2 separate regions of the Mus musculus genome follow, and region 2 is linked to region 1. The links are chromatin contacts, called in public HiChIP or PLAC-seq maps. All regions are on one chromosome and are shown on one strand. Each heading gives the region's core, a stretch centred on a gene start, on an enhancer-like site or on the middle of the called end of the contact. The rest is flanking DNA. Distances are from core to core; before and after follow the strand shown. Region 1 overlaps Hs6st1 (heparan sulfate 6-O-sulfotransferase 1). Region 2 has its middle 46 kb from the start of 1110002O04Rik.

Region 1 (5,004 bases), core at 26-2,525:
GGGGAGTGACTCAGAAGGGCAGTGGGAGGAGCATGTGGTGTGGTGTCAGCTGACCGGGCTCCCAGTGGAAACAAGACTTGACTCAGGAGAAGCCTGAGAGAGGAGGTGACACTGTGGGCAGCTTGCAGCTGGGAGTTGTGACCTGGCCCTTCATCTATCCCTGTCACTACTGCTCCTCCTGTGATGGGGGACATACCCAGCTACAGTGTTCCCATGCTTCCTGGTAGTAAGGAGGTGGAAGGCAGAGAGGCTGAGCTGTGTGTGCACCCTACATTGTGAGACCTGAGTCCCTGGGCTAAGCAGAGATGCATGAGATCTGGAGATGGGGGGAATCTGCTCACGGAGCAGGGCACCACAAGTCCCGGATTGCAGAATGTGAGGCACCCAGTGCCCATCTCACGCAGCAAGAGCACAGAGCTGCAGCTCAGGGTTCCCGTGCCATGCTGTAGCCATATGGCCCCACTATGTCTGCCACTGGCTTTGTCTTCTTATGCTTCAGGGCGGAGGCCTGTCCCTGCAGTCCTCAGATCTGTCTCAAGTGCAAAGGGTGCCTCTGGGAACACACAGACCCTTTTGCACCCTGGATTGGGTATAGGTGACACTGAGGTCACTTGGCCCTTTTCGGAGAGGACGCCTCAACCTTGGCCCTGCCGGCCCTCCGGGGCTCTGGAAGGCAGGTCCCAGCTCTGCCACTGGGCCATCACTAAAGCTCATGTCATTTTTCATTTTAACTAAATCTATACGGCTATTATGGTGTGCATTTGTGTATGGTGTGTGTGTGCATGTCATGGTGCCTGTATAGAGGGCAAAGGGCAACTCTGTGGAGCTCTTCTCTCTCCCCTGCCTGCACAGCGAGCATATTTGCAAATGTCCTCCCCCCAATCCCTGCTTCTCTCTCTTCTTTAAAAAGAAGGGCCCTACAGATCACTCTCACCCAGGGGAGCACCTGGAGTCTTTGGTGCAGCTGCAGCCGCACCCCTCTGTACAGCCTCCACGGGGGCCCACCCCAGCACTGCAGACACACACCACAGCACACACCTCACCATGCTACTCTGAAGCCAGCACAGGCTACACACGCCAGGGCCCCACCCCACACCTGTCTTAGAAGGGAGCACTGCTCTTTGCCAGGGCCTGCTTCAGGGTCCTGCACACACCAGGCCTAGCTGTGCTGTTTTTCTTTCCTGCTTTGTTTCTCTACTAGTCTGGCCCCATGGGGCCTGGGCAGAATGAGGCCTCATCTAAGCCTCTGAGGTGAGGCTTGGCATGAAGCCTACTGGCCAACCATCCCAAAGCCACTCCCTAGAGCCGAGAGCAAATTACTGGCAGGGACTGTCTTCAGCAAGCACTGGGTGAGTGGGGAGTGGGCGTGGGGGAGGGAAGCCCTGGGTGGTCAGAGCGGCAGAGAAAGAGCTGGAGAACAGAAACTGGGAGAGCTGCACCCCAAGGTTCATGTCTTCTAAGGTCTCAGCCTCTGGGTGTGTGCAGAAAGACCAGAGCAGCCCAAAGCAGGCACCAGTTAAGTGTCAGATTCCCTTCCCTGACATATACCCTGTTTGTATTGGGACCAGCCTTGGCCTGACACTTTAAAGGAAACAAGAACTAACTAGCCAACACAAAGACACAGACAGACGCACGCACACGCGCGCATACACACACACACACACACACACACACACACACACACACACACATACACACACACACACACACACACACACACACACACCACACGGGAGTGGCCTGCTGTTGAGTGTGTAAAGGGCTCTGTACTGACTCCTGACTGCCCTGGAACTGCTGTGAGCGGTGCAGTTGGCTGGGTTAGAGACCCTGTGGTATCCGGGTCAGCAGCCCAGGACTCAGAAGCCTCTCCAGCCCTTGGCCACCCTGCACGGGGCTCCCTGATAAACCAGGTCTCTAAGGCTTTGGAGATGACAAGCAAGACAAAGACATGAGGGTGGGCTCAGGCCACCAGTATGAGAAGTTAAGCCCTCTGCGTGCCCGTGAATTGGCTTGTGGGACTGTTAAGAGCCAGGTAGGGAGAGGGGAAGCTGCCGGGAAAGGGCTCTGGGGCATCAGAAACAAAACAAGGACACCCACTTGCCCACTCCAGTCGACATAATCCCAGAAATAGGCAAGAAAAGGAAATAAAAGCCATACAAACAAGAAGAGACAAGTCAAGTTATGTCTGCAGAGGAACTGTTTTATATACAGAAGCCCCCAAACAACGGGAGCGGAGAGAGAACTACAACCGACGGACTCGGCAATGTCGTAGGATATAAATTTAAAAGTCGGTTTTACATACAAGCAATAAACAACCTGAGGAGGAAATGAACAAAGTGACGACGTTTACAGCCGCGTCAAGAGTAAGCGTAACCAAGGAGCTGGAAGATTTGTATACCGAGAGCTGTAGTCCACGAGAGACAGACAGACGTGAAGACTGGCACGGACAGAAGCAGCAGCTAGTGCTGAGGGACTAGAAAACCTAACCAGATCTACGGATCGGATCGGCAGAGGTTTATACCGCTCGTAACTACAAACTGCTTTCTGTGTATGTGGAGCTCATCTGAGTCTCATGGAAGACATCTCAAATAACCACAGTATGTCATAAAGAGCAAAGTTAAAGGACGTATGTGCCAAAACTTAACTAGAAAACGGTGGTAATCAAAACCCTGTGATACTGGCACAGAGATAGACAGACACACACACTCACTCACACACACAAACTGTACCCCCCCCCCCAACAATGATTTAACAAAAGATGTTAAGGCCATTCTTAGGGAAAGAGATGGAGACCTAGGCAACCATTTCCTACAGAATAAATCTGAAGTTTGCCTGCGACGTTTTTGAATAGGAACGGCCCCCATAGACTCATGTGTTTAAATGCTTGGCCCATAGTAGGTGGCACTATTAGAAAGTGTGGCCTTGTTGGAGGAAGTGTGCCACTGTGGATGCTGGCTTTGAGGCCTAGTGGGGGAGTTTCCTCCTGTCACTTGTGGATAAAATGTAGAACTCTCAGCTCCTTCTTCAGCACCATGTCTGCCTGCGTGCTGCCATGTTTCCCGCCATTATGATAATAAACTAACTCTCTCAAACTATAAGCCAGTCCCAGTTAGAGGTGCTGTGGTCATGGTGTCTCTTCACAGATGTAGAAACCCTAATTATACCCTAAGATATCACCTCAACTCACCTTGTAGGATTGGGGCTTGGAGCCAGGGCCTGGTATAGGCTAGGCAAGTGCTTAGCCTTTACCATGAGTCCTTGGAATTTTGTCTTCCTTTACATATCAAAACCAATGCTAGAAGGATCATTGAAGAGCCCAAACATAAATCAACACTGGGGGAAGTTTATTAGGTTGGACTTGGTGATGATTTCTTAGAAAGGCAAAGGAGACAAACTAGGCTTCATTGCAATTAAAAACTTTTGTAAGGCTAAGTCATCAACAGAGTGAAAAGACAATCCATGCTGAATAGGAGAAAGTATTTGCAAATGTTGTATTCGGTAATAAATCGATATTCAGATATCCATCATATATAAAGAACTCTTATGACTTAATAAAACACCAACAACCCATTGAAAAATGGTAAAGAAGCTGAATAGACATTTCTCCAAAGATATACAAATGGCTAAGAAGCATATAAGATGCTCACCAGAAGTGTGTATAAGAGGACTGCTAACCCAAAGCCCAGTGAGAAGACTGGCAAGATGGCCCAGTGGGTAAATCTCATGACACACACACAAGAAGGTCCAGTTCCAGTCTCCAAAGAAAAGTAGGGCATAGTGCCACATGCCGGGAGCCCCAGCACTGGGTGTGCGGCAGAGACAGGAGGATCTCTGGGGCTTGCTGGTCAGATGGTCCATCCAATGGGTGAGCTCCAGGATCAGTGAGAAATCCTGCCTCAAAAATATAAGGAAGGAGAAGGCTGGGTGTGGTGGCACACGACTTTAATTCCAGTACTTAGTGGAAACAGAAAGATCCCTGTGAGTTGGAGGGCAGCCTGGTCTCTATAGCAGGTTCCAGGCTACCCTGGGGATACATAGTGATAACCTGTCTCAAATAGGCAAACACAAACAACAGCAAAACTAAGCAAATAGAAAAAAGTGGAGAGCCATGGAAGGAGATCCCCGACATCAGGCTTCACACTTGCACACACACATGAATGCATAGACATAGACTCAAAACCACAATTGGGTGCCACTTCGTATGCATCAATATGGTGTATTAAAAAACAACCAACCAACCAACCAACCAACCAACCAACCAACCAACCGTTAGTGGTACACAGCCATAGTAGTCCCATGAACTTGGGGGCTAAGGCAGAGGATTGCTTGAGCCCAGAGTCAGAGGCTACAGTAAGCAGTAGTAACAATGGTGGGATTGGACTAGGATCAGCTTTTTGTGTTCTAGCCTGGGCAAGGGGAGCCATTAGCACAAAACAAAGCAACCAGAAAACAAGAGCTGGTGGTAAGTAGGAGGAGAAATTAGATCCCTGCGCATTCCTGCCGGGAAGATAATGAAGACCTGTGGGTGGAGATTTACCGAGTGATCCTAGAATTCTCCTTTTGGATGTATAGCACCAAAGAACTGAAAGTAGAGGCTCAAGGAGACGTTTTCTTTTCTTTTCTTTTCTTTTCTTTTTCTTCTTCTTCTTTTTTTTTTTTTTTGGTTTTTCGAGACAGGGTTTCTCTGTGTACTTTGGCTGTCCTAGAACTCACTTTGTAGACCAGGCTGGCCTCAAACTCAGAAATCCGCCTGCCTCTGCCTCCCGAGTGCTGGGATTAAAGGCATGTGCCACACCACTGTCTGGCTCAAGGAGACGTTTTCACACACACATGGACAACAGCATCATTCCCAAGAAAGAAAAACAGCTAAATAACTATTGATGGACGGACATACCAGCAAGATGAGCATATATGTATGCACAGCGGGCTACTGTTCAGCCTTAAAACAAGGGAATTTGGGGCCTGGGGGACAGCTCAGTGGATGGTGTGTGCTTGCCTCACGAA
Region 2 (5,217 bases), core at 1,904-4,403, 270 kb after region 1:
TGGGCTGCAGGTTTGGTGGCCCTCACTGCCCTAGTTTGGCAGAAGGGGCCCGGGAAGGATCTGTATTACGTGCTCTCCTTCACAGCTGCCACATGAAGCTGCACGTCCCCAGCTGCTCTCCCCAGGATGAGTCGTCTTACCTCTGAGCTCCACTTGAGTCCCTTGGTATCTGGTCCAAGGGCTTGGCTTACACTGTGTACCTGTGTGTGTGTGTGTGTCTTGGCTTACACTGTGTACCTGTGTGTGTGTGTGTGTGTGTGTGTGTGCACACGCGCGCGCGCATGCTGGCTTGGCCACCGGATCAGCCCAATGCTCTCTAGAGATGCTACAAGAGGCAGGAAGGGGATGGATCGAAACTCAGGAAACTGAACTGAGCCAGGACTGTATCTTTTATCAACTTTTTGTTTGAAGTGGAGTAGGAAAGAAAACAAGGGGCATTGTGGGAGCTCCCTCCCTCGCCTTGGCGTCTGGTGGAGGTGTTTCACCAGCTGAGACTCAAGAATTCCAACACAATTAGTTTTTAAGGCCTGGCTTCCTCTCCAGCTGGAAACTGCAGTCTTCTAAGATGCTCATCAGAAACTTTGACAGGGAAAGGCTGTGTCTTAACTCCCGGGGGCAACTCTGCTCTCCTGGTTTTATTTTAGCTGATTGTAATTCCATCCAGGGCACCTCCAGAGGCCCCCACCCCCCGCCCCGCCCTGCCCCGCCCCATTTACAAGAGGAGTAACTTGAGAATCACCTAACTGCTACAGGTGATGACTAGTAGCAATTGTAAATGGGGCTCTTTCCGTACTCCTGGGCACACCACAATTTCTTCCTGAAAGCCTCTTTTTCTATTAACCCCTATGCTTAAAATTCATGTTAAGATGTCTTTTAATAACCCCCTAGTTCTCTTTCTTGCTGGTTCACCCTGAAATTGTCTTCTTTCATGGCCAAAGATATATGGTTTTATGTAAGTCAAGTTCCCTAAAAGATTATGGGAACCCCACAAGGCAACAAGGCAACTCCTCCGACCACTGTGAGTGAAAGTAAAGAAATGTACTTTGTCACTGACTTCATTGACAAAAGGCAGGGAAAGGAGTTAGAAAGGTCCAAACTTCTAAGGACATCGAGGATCAAGGAGAACACGGCATTAGACAAGATAATCCCAGAAAGCCCTGGAACTTGAAAGCGGGCAGATAAACAGTACGACCATCATTTTGCAAGAGTGGAAAGCCCCCGAATGGCTACAGAACGGCTGGCGCCAGGGCCCACACCAACTGGCTTTTTCCACAATGGAGATGCAAAAACATCTGAAAAGGGGCTGAAAACTTTGGACCTCTGCGAAGACTCAGGCTGAGTAGCCGATCTTTGGGGGTTGGTGTTACAGTCTAGTTGAAGCCAACTGATAGCAGCTAGAGTCCTGGCTTTTTGCCTGCTCTGCCCTGTCCATCTGAGCAGCAAATGGCTTGGGGACCACACCATCTGGCTGCAACGGTGTGCTTGTTTTCTCTTTGTTCCCATCCAGCGGCGCTCCCCGCACCACCACCCCCCCCCCCCGCCTCCAATCCCCTGCCCCTGGACATCCAAACGAGAAACCCTGTGGCCACTTGCTTTTCAGGCATCTGTGGGTGCCCATGCAGCTTCGTACGCCCCCGTAAACTTTCTCTGTAAACGGTGCTGACACCTGTGTAAACTTTCCTTCGTCTGCAGATGGCTTTATCAAGATGTGTTAGACACGTGCAGACTGCCGCCTTTTCCTGGGGGCGTACAGCTAATTGCTGGGATGTGTCAGCCGCCTCAGCAGTGGCTGCAGAGCATTGAAGAGACTGCAAAAGTCAGTGTGGACAAGTGCAGGACAAGGAAGCCTTCTCTGAGGGTCAGAGTTGTCTGAGCTCAGGGTTTTCTTTCAGACTTACTGCAGGGATTGGCCTGGAGAGAGGGTCTCTTTGCAGTTTATGCCATATGGGTTTGCGCGCACTGGAATGCCCCCCCCCCCCCCCCCGGCCCCGGCCCATGCTGGAAACTGTTGCCAGGCATCATTTCATTTAAGTGGGAACTGTGGGACTGGCAGAGGCAAGAACAGCTAGCCCTAAAAGAGCCAACCCATGGGGTCCTCTGGAGCTCCTCTGGCTGACTGCTTCCTGTTTTGGAAGGCTGAGAGGAGAAACAGAGCCTCAAAGTGCCCTAATCAATACAATTCTGGTGTCATTGATTTTTTTTTTTTTTTTTTTTTTTTTTTTTGGTCAAGGAGAGGCAAAGGAAACAGCTGGTGAGCCAAATTCTTCTGGGAGAATGTGAGAACAGTTGACTGGCAAGCAGGCCCTGGAGTCTACTGCCTGAAGGGCTGTCTGCATGCTGTTCACAACCACTGGTTGGCTGGAAGACTGGTCAGCACCTGGAAGACACAGGGATATTGATAACCGCAGTGCCACATAGATAAAGTTCTACGGATGTTACCCCACCCCCCCATCCCCATATCACAAACTCCAAGAGCCTCATAAGGCCCAGAGTGATGTCCCGAAGTTAAAGGATCAGAGACTTGTGTCGTGAAGAACAGAGAGGAAGCTGGGGATGTAGCTCAGTTGGTAGAGCATTTGCCTAGCATCCTTGAAGTCCCAGAGAGAGGATAGTAGGTTCTCTTCAATTTTGGCAGTGGAAACTCCTCTCAAGGGAGACCATATCCTTTCTTGCAGAGGCTCTGAGCAAAAACCTGGGGCAGTCAGTCCTTCCCTCCACGTTATTTGATGCTCACATCAATAAGTACATTAGAAGCAGGCCCCTTCTCCCACTAGAGACAGGAGGATCAGAGGTTCAAGGCCATCCTTGACTACATAGTGAGTTTGAGGCGTTAGTGGGAAACAAGAAACTGTTTCAAAAAAAAAAAAAAAAAAAAAGAGGAGGAGAGGTAAAGGAGAAGCAGGGTTGGCTGGGTAAAGCCAGGGAACAGTGAGAATCCTTGGGAGAATGGACAGAGTATGCAGGCCGCAGAGCAGCCTCCGAGGGCTCTGCTCCCAGGTTACTCTAGTTTTGCAACAGGCTTCTCTGTTGGTCTTGGTCTAACTGCTTTGATATCCGCATATTGATGTCCTGCTGGGCCCTAGATCAGTCTTTGGCTGGGCAGTGGGATGGGTTAGAAGACAGTGTGATGAGAGTTGCAGTCTTTGATTGGACACAGAGGACAAGCCTAAGGGTGAGATCTTTTTTCAGTTGTTGTAGGGATACAGAGTAGAGTCCTTCTGGCAATCTTCCCTGCGTGTGATCCAGGTCGGCTGGCCGAGTGGCCAGAGGCTCTGGGGCTTCATAGCTTGGAGCACCCCTGTGTTGCGAGCCTGGCAGGCGGAGTGCTTAAATATTTATCACAAACAGAAATTGATATTGGAGAACTAAACTCCGAAAAAAGGAAATTGAAAGCCAAGGGAGGGTGAGACCTCTGCATCCCAATTTGTAGCGGCCAGCCTCTGAATATTTCATTAGCTCCTCCGAGCGCTGCAGGGGCCAGATGTTGCGGATGTGAGAGTTTCTGGTTATTCACACAGCAGTGCGCCTCCCCAGCAGCACGCAGCTCATCATCCTGGGGCTGTGCAGAGGTCATATGCAAAGGTGCCTTTAAAAAAAAAGTGAATAAGAACATGGTGGGCTGGGCTGGGCAGGGCTTGTGGTGGGTGGGGCGGGGCTTGTGGTGGGTGGGGCGGGGCTTGCATCGAGCTGCCTAGGGAGTAATAAGAGAGGAGAAACGTGTTGAAACTACATGACACTGGGAAAAGGAGGTGGCATATATGAGAACAGGGACTGACTCGAATGAATCGGAGTTTTCATTCTGCTACTCTTTATGTCTGTGTGTAGGGAGAGAGGTAAGTCCCGAGTGAATGTGTACTGTTTGACACCTGTTTGACATGGACATTGCCATGTCAAGGAACCCTACACCCCATGTGAGGCAAAAAAGAAACCCTTCAGGGGCTGAGTTCAAGTGTTGACAGTACGTGAGAAAGTATCCACCACTGGCTTTATCTCTCCAGGTGTTTGTGTGTGGCCCGAAAACCGCTTCCCTGCAAGGATAAGCTAAGCTGCCTCCTTGTTCAGAGGGATATAACGAGCCCAATTCTTGTTTACCTGTATGCCATCATTGGTTGCTTGTTCAACTGTGGATAGCAAGAACATGGAAATGCGGCTTCCATGGTGCCGCAGCTTCTCTGTCAGAAAACACTTGAGCCCAGCTTTTCTGTCTGTGTGCCTGTGGGTCTGCCATTTCCTCATTCCCATGCTACCCCAGTTAGGTTAATTCCTAGAGCCCTGCAGTACTCAGCATCTCAGACTTGATGAAGTACAACCACCACCACCATCATCACCATCATCACCATCTTCATCATCATCATCCATATTACTATCTTTATCATTATCTAACTCTGTCCTTGACTCATGAACTGATCTATTCCTTAACGGAACCATGTCAATATAAACTCTGGCCATTTTACAGTTGAGGTAACTGAGGGATAATAAATTGGGTCCAAGGGAGCCAAGAGCTATTATTACAAGGCAGAGCAGTCTGCAATTCCCTATAGGTCTTCCTAGCTCAAATGCAGATGATACAAATCTGTGTGCTTATTCTCTTTGCTTCTGCCATTGACAGTACACATCGCTGAGGACATCGGCTCCGTGTGCCCAGGACCTGAAATTGCTCAAGGCCAGGAAAATAGCAGGTGAATGTCTACATGGATAACAGGAGATCAAGCAAGATCTACATGGCAGGGAGATCAAGCTGGAAGAGAACGTTCTGGATTTCAGGCTGTTGGGCTCCCTCTAGCTCAAAGCTCCCTATGGATAATGCTTGTGGTCTCTCCATAGAAGGACCCTCCACCCCCACCCCCGGCCTTTCAGAGGGAGGGGAAGGGAATGGGCAAGGTGAGGAAGAAGTGCCTTGCCACCAAGCCTGAGTTTCGAGCTCTGGGACTGCGTGTGTGGGTGGAAGGAGGGAACGGACTCCTGCAAGGTGTCGTCTTCTGTGCACTTCACCCTCCCCAACTGAAAACAAATAACTCTTAAAAATAAAATGAAACACAGGGTGGGAAGCAAGGGAAGACACCCAAGGTCAAACCTCTAACCATCACAGGTGCATAGGCACATGCAAACACAACACATACAGATAGACAGACAGAGGGAGACAGACACAGAGACAGAGAGACAGTCAGAGACAGGGAGACAGTGAGGGAGACAGAGAGACGAGGCTACTATGCAGTC

The links. HiChIP or PLAC-seq counts read pairs in DNA pulled down with a chosen protein or histone mark.
Region 2: a contact with region 1 is called in an H3K27ac HiChIP or PLAC-seq map of embryonic stem cells, with 5 read pairs. The contact joins two enhancer-like sites. A contact is called at or near these places in 1 of 39 promoter capture datasets (embryonic stem cells), 3 of 484 Hi-C or Micro-C datasets (bone marrow-derived macrophages, embryonic stem cells and natural killer cells) and 11 of 115 datasets of contacts at active chromatin or transcription factors (craniofacial prominence, double positive thymocytes, embryonic forebrain and 4 more).

Annotation. Positions count from the first base shown.
Region 1 is chr1:36,084,717-36,089,720 of GRCm38.p6, reverse strand. The region is part of intron 1 of Hs6st1 (heparan sulfate 6-O-sulfotransferase 1); the gene reads right to left. Among named protein-coding and RNA genes, the nearest start is that of Hs6st1, 19 kb to the right of the region's middle. Within about 2 kb of position 1,275, at least 126 of the 459 cell types and tissues checked have an H3K27ac peak or open chromatin away from gene starts, as enhancers often do. A contact at or near this core is called in embryonic stem cells, where this site is marked.
Region 2 is chr1:35,820,882-35,826,098 of GRCm38.p6, reverse strand. No RefSeq gene overlaps it. Among named protein-coding and RNA genes, the nearest start is that of 1110002O04Rik, 46 kb to the left of the region's middle. Within about 2 kb of position 3,153, at least 13 of the 459 cell types and tissues checked have an H3K27ac peak or open chromatin away from gene starts, as enhancers often do. A contact at or near this core is called in embryonic stem cells, where this site is marked.